Linked DNA regions of Ovis aries: region 2 is linked to region 1. The links are chromatin contacts, called in public Hi-C maps. All regions are on one chromosome and are shown on one strand. Each heading gives the region's core, a stretch centred on a gene start, on an enhancer-like site or on the middle of the called end of the contact. The rest is flanking DNA. Distances are from core to core; before and after follow the strand shown.

Region 1 (4,030 bases), core at 584-3,083:
TTCATGGAACTCATAACTTGGTGATGCTCACTACTATGATGGAGGGAATAGGAAAACAGGGATAGAGAGAAGGATGGGGGTAATGGGAGCTCAGGGGGACCCTAATCATTGTGGCAGGGGAAGCTGTTAGGTAAGGCTTCCCAGAGAAGTTGGTACCTTGGCTGGTCTAGAGATGAAGGACATCAGCTCTAGGGGGAAAGACCAGTTTCTACAGGAGGCCAGCTTCCAGACTATCCAATGAAAAGACAGCAGAGATAAGAGGGTCTTTTTCAGGCACATAGCACTTACAGGGGCCAACCAGAGATGGCTTTAGGGAGTACAAACTAGGTCAGGTTGTTGCCAGATACAAAGTTCCTTGCCTGTTGCCCTTCAGGAAACAAACCAGGCAGTTTTTACTTTGACAGAATTTTAGACCTGAAAGAAATCTTTGAAATCACCTAAATAAAGCCCCACTTCATTGACAATAAGAGGTCCTAAGATAGCCTGGTTTTATTTGTCCCCACAAGTTGATGATGGGAAAAACACACGTTAGACAATGACAATTATAATGGCTGACAATTAATGACAGTTTATTGTGTGTCAGAAGGTGAAAGTGAAAGTCGCTCAGTCGTGTCCAACTCTTTGTGACTGTATTCTCCAGGCCAGAATACTGGAGGGGGTAGCTGTTCCCTTCTCCAGGGGATCTTCCCAACCCAGGGATCAAACCTAGGTCTTCTGCATTGCAGGCAGGCAATCTGTTAAATGTTTGACATGGATTATCGCACCTTAATCACCACAACAGCCCTATGAGGTGGATAACATTATCTCCAAGTTAGAGATGAGGAAGTAAGCTGAGAGAGGTTAAGTAACTTACCCAAAGTATTACTAGCAAGTGATGGGACCCACGCAGACCAACACCAGGGTCCATGTCCTTCATCACGAGACTAAGGTACCAACTTCTCCAGGAAGCCTTCCCTGACAACTTTCTCTCCCACCAAAAATGAGGGGGCCTCCGGTGCCCACTGCCCCCACCCTTCTATCTACCCCTTTGTCTCATCCCCTCTATCAGAGCAGTGAGCATCACCAAACTGAGTTCCATGAAGGCAGAGATTAGCAAAACAGAAGCTTCCTTATATCCCTCATACCCAGCACTGCATTTGCAGCTCAGTAATGCCTTTAGAATAAACAACTGTCAAGGAATATAGTTTAATGATAGACACATACTTCAAGGTCAAACAGATCTGAATCCAGGCACACTCCTTCTTAGCTGTATGATCTTAACTGTGACTTAACCACTCTGGGATTCAGAGTGGTAACATTTTTCACCATAAAACTTTCTGAGAAAACTAAGCCAAGTACCTTATATAGTACCTCACACATATCAATAAAAGTCACTCAATTTCATTTACCATCCTCCTCCTTTCTCCTTGTCCTACATATATCAGTAGAAAGAACACTAGTCTGGGAATCCAGAATCTAATTAGCTATAATCTTTGTTACTTCTCCTTTCTGGGCTTCAATTTTCTCATCTGCAAAGCACAGAACTATTGGTCTGGAACAAATGAAATAAAATGTGCTTCAGTGGTTTAAAAGCCCTGCACAGATGGAAGGAATTTTTGTCATACCATCTATCCAACTTTTAATCAACCTTGAACCACGCTGCACCCAAATGTCTTGAAGCTCACAGAAGAAGAGTGATCTCTCAGAGATCAAAAACTAAAAAAGGAGAGTACATTTGCACTGTCACTAGGGGAAGGAGCCAGTCCCACTGAGGAGCTGAGGTAAGACACTGCCAAATGGCTTTGCTCCAGCAGTCCCTAGCTAATTAAGGCCTTACTCCCCTGCCTTGTCTGCCGGTGACCTCTGCAAAGGCTAGAGAACACCAAGTGCTTAACAGAAGCTCTTCTCCTAGCCAGAGCGACAAGGTATTGCCAGCTAAGGATCAGCCATAGTTTTTGCTAAGAGGTTCTTTGCCCTTGGCCTTCCTTAGAACAGAGCCAAAATAGGGAGCCCTTAGGCTGTCCTGAGGTTATCAGTTTAGAATTCCTAAGAGTCAGCCCTAAACACAGCTACCAGGACCCTGGCTCTGAAATATGTCAGATGTGACACAACTGAGGCCTGGCCAGCCAGGCCCTCTGGACACATGAGGGAGTCCTCTCATGCTGTGGAGCACAGAGCTAAGGATGAAGGGTTCAGCCTTCCCATTCTCAGCTAGGAGTATTTCATCTTAGATGCATCCAAGGCTGTTTTGCAAGCTCCTCAGGCTTCACAGGCCCCAGAAACTTAATTGCTTCCTTTGCCTGGTGACTCAGATGGTAAAGAATCTGCCTGCAATGCAGGAGACCCAGGTTCAACCCCTGGGTCGGCAAGATCCCCTGGAGAAGGAAATAGCAACCCACTCCAGTATTCTTGCCTGGAGAATCCCATAGACAGAGGAGCCTGGGGGGCTACAGTCCATGAGGTTGCAAAGAGTTGGACACAAATGAGCAACTAACACTTTCACTTTTTGCTCATTAAGGCAGAACTCTCACTCTGCCCCTTAAGGCTTCCTATACCCCAAGCCAGGGTCTCAGTTTAAACTGTCACTCCATTTATCTCAATCTTCAATAGTTAAAATGTACAGACCCTTTTTGTTGTTAAGGGTTTAACTGTTGGGTTGGGAAAGACTATAGGTCAAAAACAATACACATGAGGAAGTGAAGAAGTTTAAAAAGTCTTAACAAATTAGTTACAGTCACTGTCCTCATTTCATAGTTCCTGGTTCCTGTCCTAACTGGTGCTTTTAGAGAACAACTACAGATAGTCTTCAAACTATTTTTAAACAAAGTTTAAACATTGTTTCAAACAATGCATTTTTCAAATGCAGTTCAAATTAAACTCAATTAGAGGTTTCAATATCTACCTCTAATTAGGTATCTAATGAAGTAATGGCTCTAGGCAGTAAACATCAGTTCAGTTTAGTCGCTCAGTCATGTCTGACTATTTGTGACCCCATGAATTGCAGCACAGGCCTTCCTGTCCATCACCAATTCCTGAAGTTTACCCAAACTCATGTCCATCGAGTCAGTGATGCCATCCAGCCATCTCATCCTCTGTCGTCCCCTTCTCCTCCTGCCCCCAATCTCTCCCCAGCATCAGGGTCTTTTCCAATGAGTCAACTCTTCGCATGAGGTGGCCAAAGTACTGGAGTTTCAGCTTCAGCATCAGTCCTTCCAATGAACACCCAGGACTGATCTCCTTTAGAATGGACTGGTTGGATCTCCTTGCAGTTCAAGGGACTCTCAAGAGTCTTCTCCAACACCACAGTTCAAAAGCATCAATTCTTCAGCGCTCAGATTTCTTCACAGTCCAACTCTCACATCCATACATGACCACTGGAAAAACCATAGCTTTGACTAGATAGACCTTTGTTGGTAAAGTAATGTCTCTGCTGGTAAGGTAAACATCAATGGCTCCTAAAATCACTGACAAAAAGCTGATGGGAAATATTTTAATGAATAGATCAAGTGAACTCTTCCTCAATCTTAACATTACAAATAGAAAATCAGATATTTGAAAATAAACATATTTTCAAAAAAAGGAAAGAGAGAAGAAAGAAGGAAAGAAATTATTGATTCTGGATCTGATCAAGCCTTAAGATTCAAATACTAAGTTTATAGACAGTATAGAGGACTTAGGGACATGTTAAATGCCATAAAGAAAGCTGAGCACCGAAGAATTAATGCTTTCAAATTGTGGTGCTGGAAAAGACTCTCAAGAGTCCCTTGAACAGCAAGGAGATCAAACCAGTCAATCCTGAAGGAAATCAACCCTGAATATTCACTGGAGGGACTAAAGCTCCAATACTTTGGCCACCTGATGCAAACAGCTGACTCACTGGAAAACACCCTGATGCTGGGAAAGACTACGGGCAAGAAGAGAAGGGGGCAACAGAGGATGAGATGGTTGGATGGCATCACTGACTCAATGGACACAAGTTTGAGCAAGCTCTGGAAGATAGTGAAGGACAGGGAAGCCTGGAGTGCTGCAGTTCATGGGGTTGCAAAGATTC
Region 2 (4,030 bases), core at 832-3,331, 43 kb after region 1:
TATTATTAGTTACAAACAGGGATGTCACTGGGACAGCAGAACTGCTCCTCAAGTCTTCTTCACAGTTTGACCTACATCGGCCTACTAGTTTTCCCCTTCATAGCCCAATGAGAACCAAGCTTTCAGTTAGTTTCAGGGGCCAAGGAGACAATGTGTGGAGAAACAGGATTAATATGCAAGGAGGTCCTATCTTCAAAGCTACATCCTAGGTGCCATACTTATATATAAGGCAACTCCTGGCCTCACTTGTAAGTCAACCCTTGAGGTACCTATAATCACATCCAGCCCAGTCAAGGAACTTAAAGGGGGATTACCTAAGAAAGGGTCTACCACCAACGTCAGCCCCAGAATCCATCCATGAAACTTCCTGGCCACCATGACACTTCCTTTTCCTCCTTGTATCAATGGGTGTTCACTCAGGCGACCCCTCCCTTGAGCTTGCCCACCCGTAGGAAGAACCCAGCTATAAATTCTCCTTACTCTGCAGCCCACTGCTTTGGGCAGATCCTAGTGACAGGGTGAGAGACATGAGGGTAAAAAAATGGATTCCTTCTAAGCTTTGTGTAAAACAACTGAATTTTAAAGGTGCTTTTTTTTTTTTTTTCTCTGCAACAGAGCACCAGGGCTCCTACTTTTTTGACAAGGCTCCACGAGTACACAGGAAAAAGCAGGAGAGATCAAAAATATCGTAGAACTCCTACCATCATCAGTCAGAAGAAACAGAGTAAGTCAACAAGTGGTCCCAGGAATTATATCATGCCTATGTCAAGAAAAGTCCATTTAACTCCCTAGTGGTAAATAGCACTCCATCTAAGGAACTGCTTTGATATTTCAGATGGGCACAGCTAGGAGACAGCAGATTACCTAAGGGCAGGGAGGAAATAGGGTTCCCACGCTCACTGGAATAGCAAGGCACACCTCAACACTAACTTACAGAGTAATAAAGCTGGCTCAGTCCTGACTTTCCCTGCCCAGTCCAAGTAGCCTCAACCTCCCCTCTGCTGCCAAGTGCTGAAACTGGCCAAAAGCAATAGACTTATCATCTGCCCAGGCCATTATTCCAGGCAAGTAATCCTGAGACAGGGTCTTGACTTGCTGATCTGAAAGGCCAAGGTGTGCCAGAAGCAAACCGCCTTTCTCTGCCAACAAAAGACATCCTGAGGAGGGATGAAGAAAGTTGTTCAAGACACAAAGACATCAGCAGTAGCTCCTGAACGGAAAGAACTCCCTGGACTCCTAAGAACTGGCAGTGCCATGAGTGGGTCCTCCATCAATCACAAGTGTAGAAACCGACTGTTCAAACTTCCCCACTTGGGCAACTCAGTTCTTGCCCGTGGTAAGGCCTTACCTGCTGCAGTGGACTCCTCAGAATTGGCCCCCGAGCCGGTCGCCTTCTCGCTGTGGCTTTGGCTGAAGCTCTGGCCGTGATGCAGGAGGAGCCCCCAAACGAGCCACAGGGCAAGACGAGCGCACACATCCATGACTCCAGGTCTCAGTCAACATGCGCCTGATGGAGACACCTCAGGGTCTCAGAGGCAAAGTTCGGAGCCCGGTCTTGGAACCCCAGGCAAGATGCCCTCGAGGTGCCGCAGCTGTCCAGCCACGCGCGAGTCTGCCTCCTCCGACAGCCAAAGGTCAAGTGCTCCAAGTTTGGGAGCGGGAGGAAGGCCGGCGTCTCCGGCCCAACTGTGTGTCCGCTGGAGCTGCGACGGCCTGAGTGCCCTGTCAGCTCAAGCCGCTTCCGGAGAGTTTGGACAAGGTGGCCGCGGAGCCGCTGTCCGCTCCGCAGCCGGCTACACCCCTTGGGGAGGGGGTGAGCGGGCGGGACCTCTCGCGGGCACCGGAGTGGGGGAGGGAGAGAAAGGAGGAGAAGGGGGCACCTGGCTTCGCCCCGCCGGGGATCCTCGAGCAGCGCAGGTTCGGGGAGGGCGTGCGACTCCGAGGCCCCCGCGGGCGCGGGCGGCTCGGGGATCCCAGGCCTCCAAGGCCGAGGTCAGCGATCCCGCCCAGTCCCGTGCCCCGGCCGGCGGTGCCCAGGTTCAGCAGGCGGACGCGCACGGGCCAGGCCCGGGATAGAGGCTCGCGGGCGTGCGGGCGGGAGGCGCGGGGCGGGCCCGGGGCGGGCGGGGGCGTGCTCTCCCGCAGGCCCGCCCAGCGCCGCCCGGCCCCCAGCGAAGCCCGGGCCCGCCCCAGCGCTGGGTTTATCCCGGAATAACCTGTTGTAGGCAGCCACCCGGCGCCCGCAGACCCCGGAGGGCTCTCCCGGTCCGCGCTAGTCTCCGCTAGGATCCCTCTCCCCAGCCAAGGGTCGGGTCCCAAGCTTCCCTTTCGCCCACTAGTCTCTCCCGTGCTAACCGCCCGCAAACGGACGGGCTGGCGGGCGCTGACACGCAAGTCGCTCAGGTAACCCAGGCCTGCGGCGGCGGCGGCGATGATGACAGTGGCCCGGATCTCCGGGCCTCGGTGCCGACCCACTCGCCTCAGCTCTAGAGCCGGGCAAGGCAGAGGGCCTGGACACTACGACTGCCGCCCGGTACTGCCCGAGGAGACAACGACCCGGCCCGGTTCAGCGGGGGGCGCGTTCCCAGCCCCCTACTCCCGGCCGGCATCCTAGGCTCCGCCCCTCTCGCCGCTCCCCGCAGCCAATCGGCTCCCGCCTCTCTGCAGCTTAGGAACCCGCGCGCTTAGTCACCCCTGTGCAGCGGCCCCTGGCGGGCAAAGCTAGGTTCTGCGGCCGGGATCGGAGCTCCTTGGGAGGCCCTGCCCCTTTGCAGAGAGCTGGGGAATTAGAGCGAGGACCCGCCCCGGGGGAGGCCCATTGGGGCCTGCTAGTGTTTTCAGAAGGAATGATGCCAGAAAACAAAGCGAAGCGTCCAAACCAGTATAGGTAAAATGGCCCCACACATTCCTAAATGGCCAAAGGGCCCCATATCTGCCTTCCTGACCTTCCCCCCTAATTTACCCCCCCCAATCCAAGCTAAGTAGGATGCCCTCCCTTAACTCTCTCAGCCCATTTTCCTACCCGTCCCCCAACCCCCTCCCCTCTGAGGTTTCTGCGGGTAGGGCCTGTGTAGGTTCCTCCCTGCATCTCACTCTCCCAGCTCTGTGTGTGGCTTGAGGGTGTTAGCGACTTGAGAACGAGTGCCCCTATAAAGAGGGAGAAGCGTCTGGGCCTCCCTCAACAGAGCCTGCACTTCCTGTTCTCTTCTCAAGTGTGCTGTCAGCAGATCTTTACTGAAACCTGCTCTGTGCCCTGCCCTGTCCTTGGCACCGGCCCTCCCCTGACAGTGCTAAGCCAGCTACCTGTTCTGAGCAAGCCCTCTGAAGATCGGGAACACGGATTTGCCCAACAGCTGCCGGGCTTAAGAGTTAGGCTGTTAATATAAAAATACACCTCCGACGTCATCTACTACCACCCTCCCACTCTCTTATTGAACTTCGGTAACACTGGTCTTAAGTTCCTCAAGCACATGGAATCTCAGCCACCTCCCATGCCTCCTAGCTACTGTGGCTTCTACCTAAAACACTCTCTTCCCCTCCAGGGCCTCCCATCAACATGGCCCCCTTCCTCACATGACTGACTTCTCATTCTTCCAGATACAATTCAATGGACTTCCCTGGTGGTCCAGCGGCTGAGACTCTGCACTCCCAAGGCAGGGGGCCTGGGTTTGATCCCTGGTGAGGGAACTAGATTCACATTCGGCAATTTAAAGATCCTGCGTGCTGCGACAAAAATGGAAGATCCCACCTGCTGCATCCAAGACCCAGCACAGGCAAATAAATGAATAAATATACATGGAGAAGGAAACGGCAACCCACTCCAGTATTCTTGCCTGGAGAATCCCATGCACGGAGGAGCCTGGTGGGCTTCAGTCCACGGGGTCGCAAAGAGTCCGACACGACTGAGCAACTTCACAAACACACACACATACATTTTTTGAAAAATACAGTTTAAGATCTTCTCCTCAGAAACTCCTACTCAGCCACCAAGTTCAGAATTGGACCATACACATATCTGTCTTCCACCACC

Evidence for each region. A called contact is a pair of places that touch in the nucleus more often than the background predicts.
Region 2: a Hi-C map of liver shows a contact between it and region 1, with 2.7 times the contacts expected there. The contact joins the promoter of STIM1 here to the enhancer-like site in region 1. A contact is called at or near these places in 5 of 16 Hi-C or Micro-C datasets (blood, liver, muscle and 1 more).

The regions. Positions count from the first base shown.
Region 1 is chr15:49,940,113-49,944,142 of ARS-UI_Ramb_v3.0, forward strand. The region is part of intron 1 of STIM1 (stromal interaction molecule 1); the gene reads right to left. Among named protein-coding and RNA genes, the nearest start is that of STIM1, 42 kb to the right of the region's middle. Within about 2 kb of position 1,834, at least 20 of the 54 cell types and tissues checked have an H3K27ac peak or open chromatin away from gene starts, as enhancers often do. A contact at or near this core is called in liver and muscle, where this site is marked.
Region 2 is chr15:49,982,518-49,986,547 of ARS-UI_Ramb_v3.0, forward strand. STIM1 (stromal interaction molecule 1) reads right to left here and starts at 2,082. Exons shown (of 13, transcript XM_060399990.1): 1 at 1,349-2,082. The coding sequence starts at 1,481.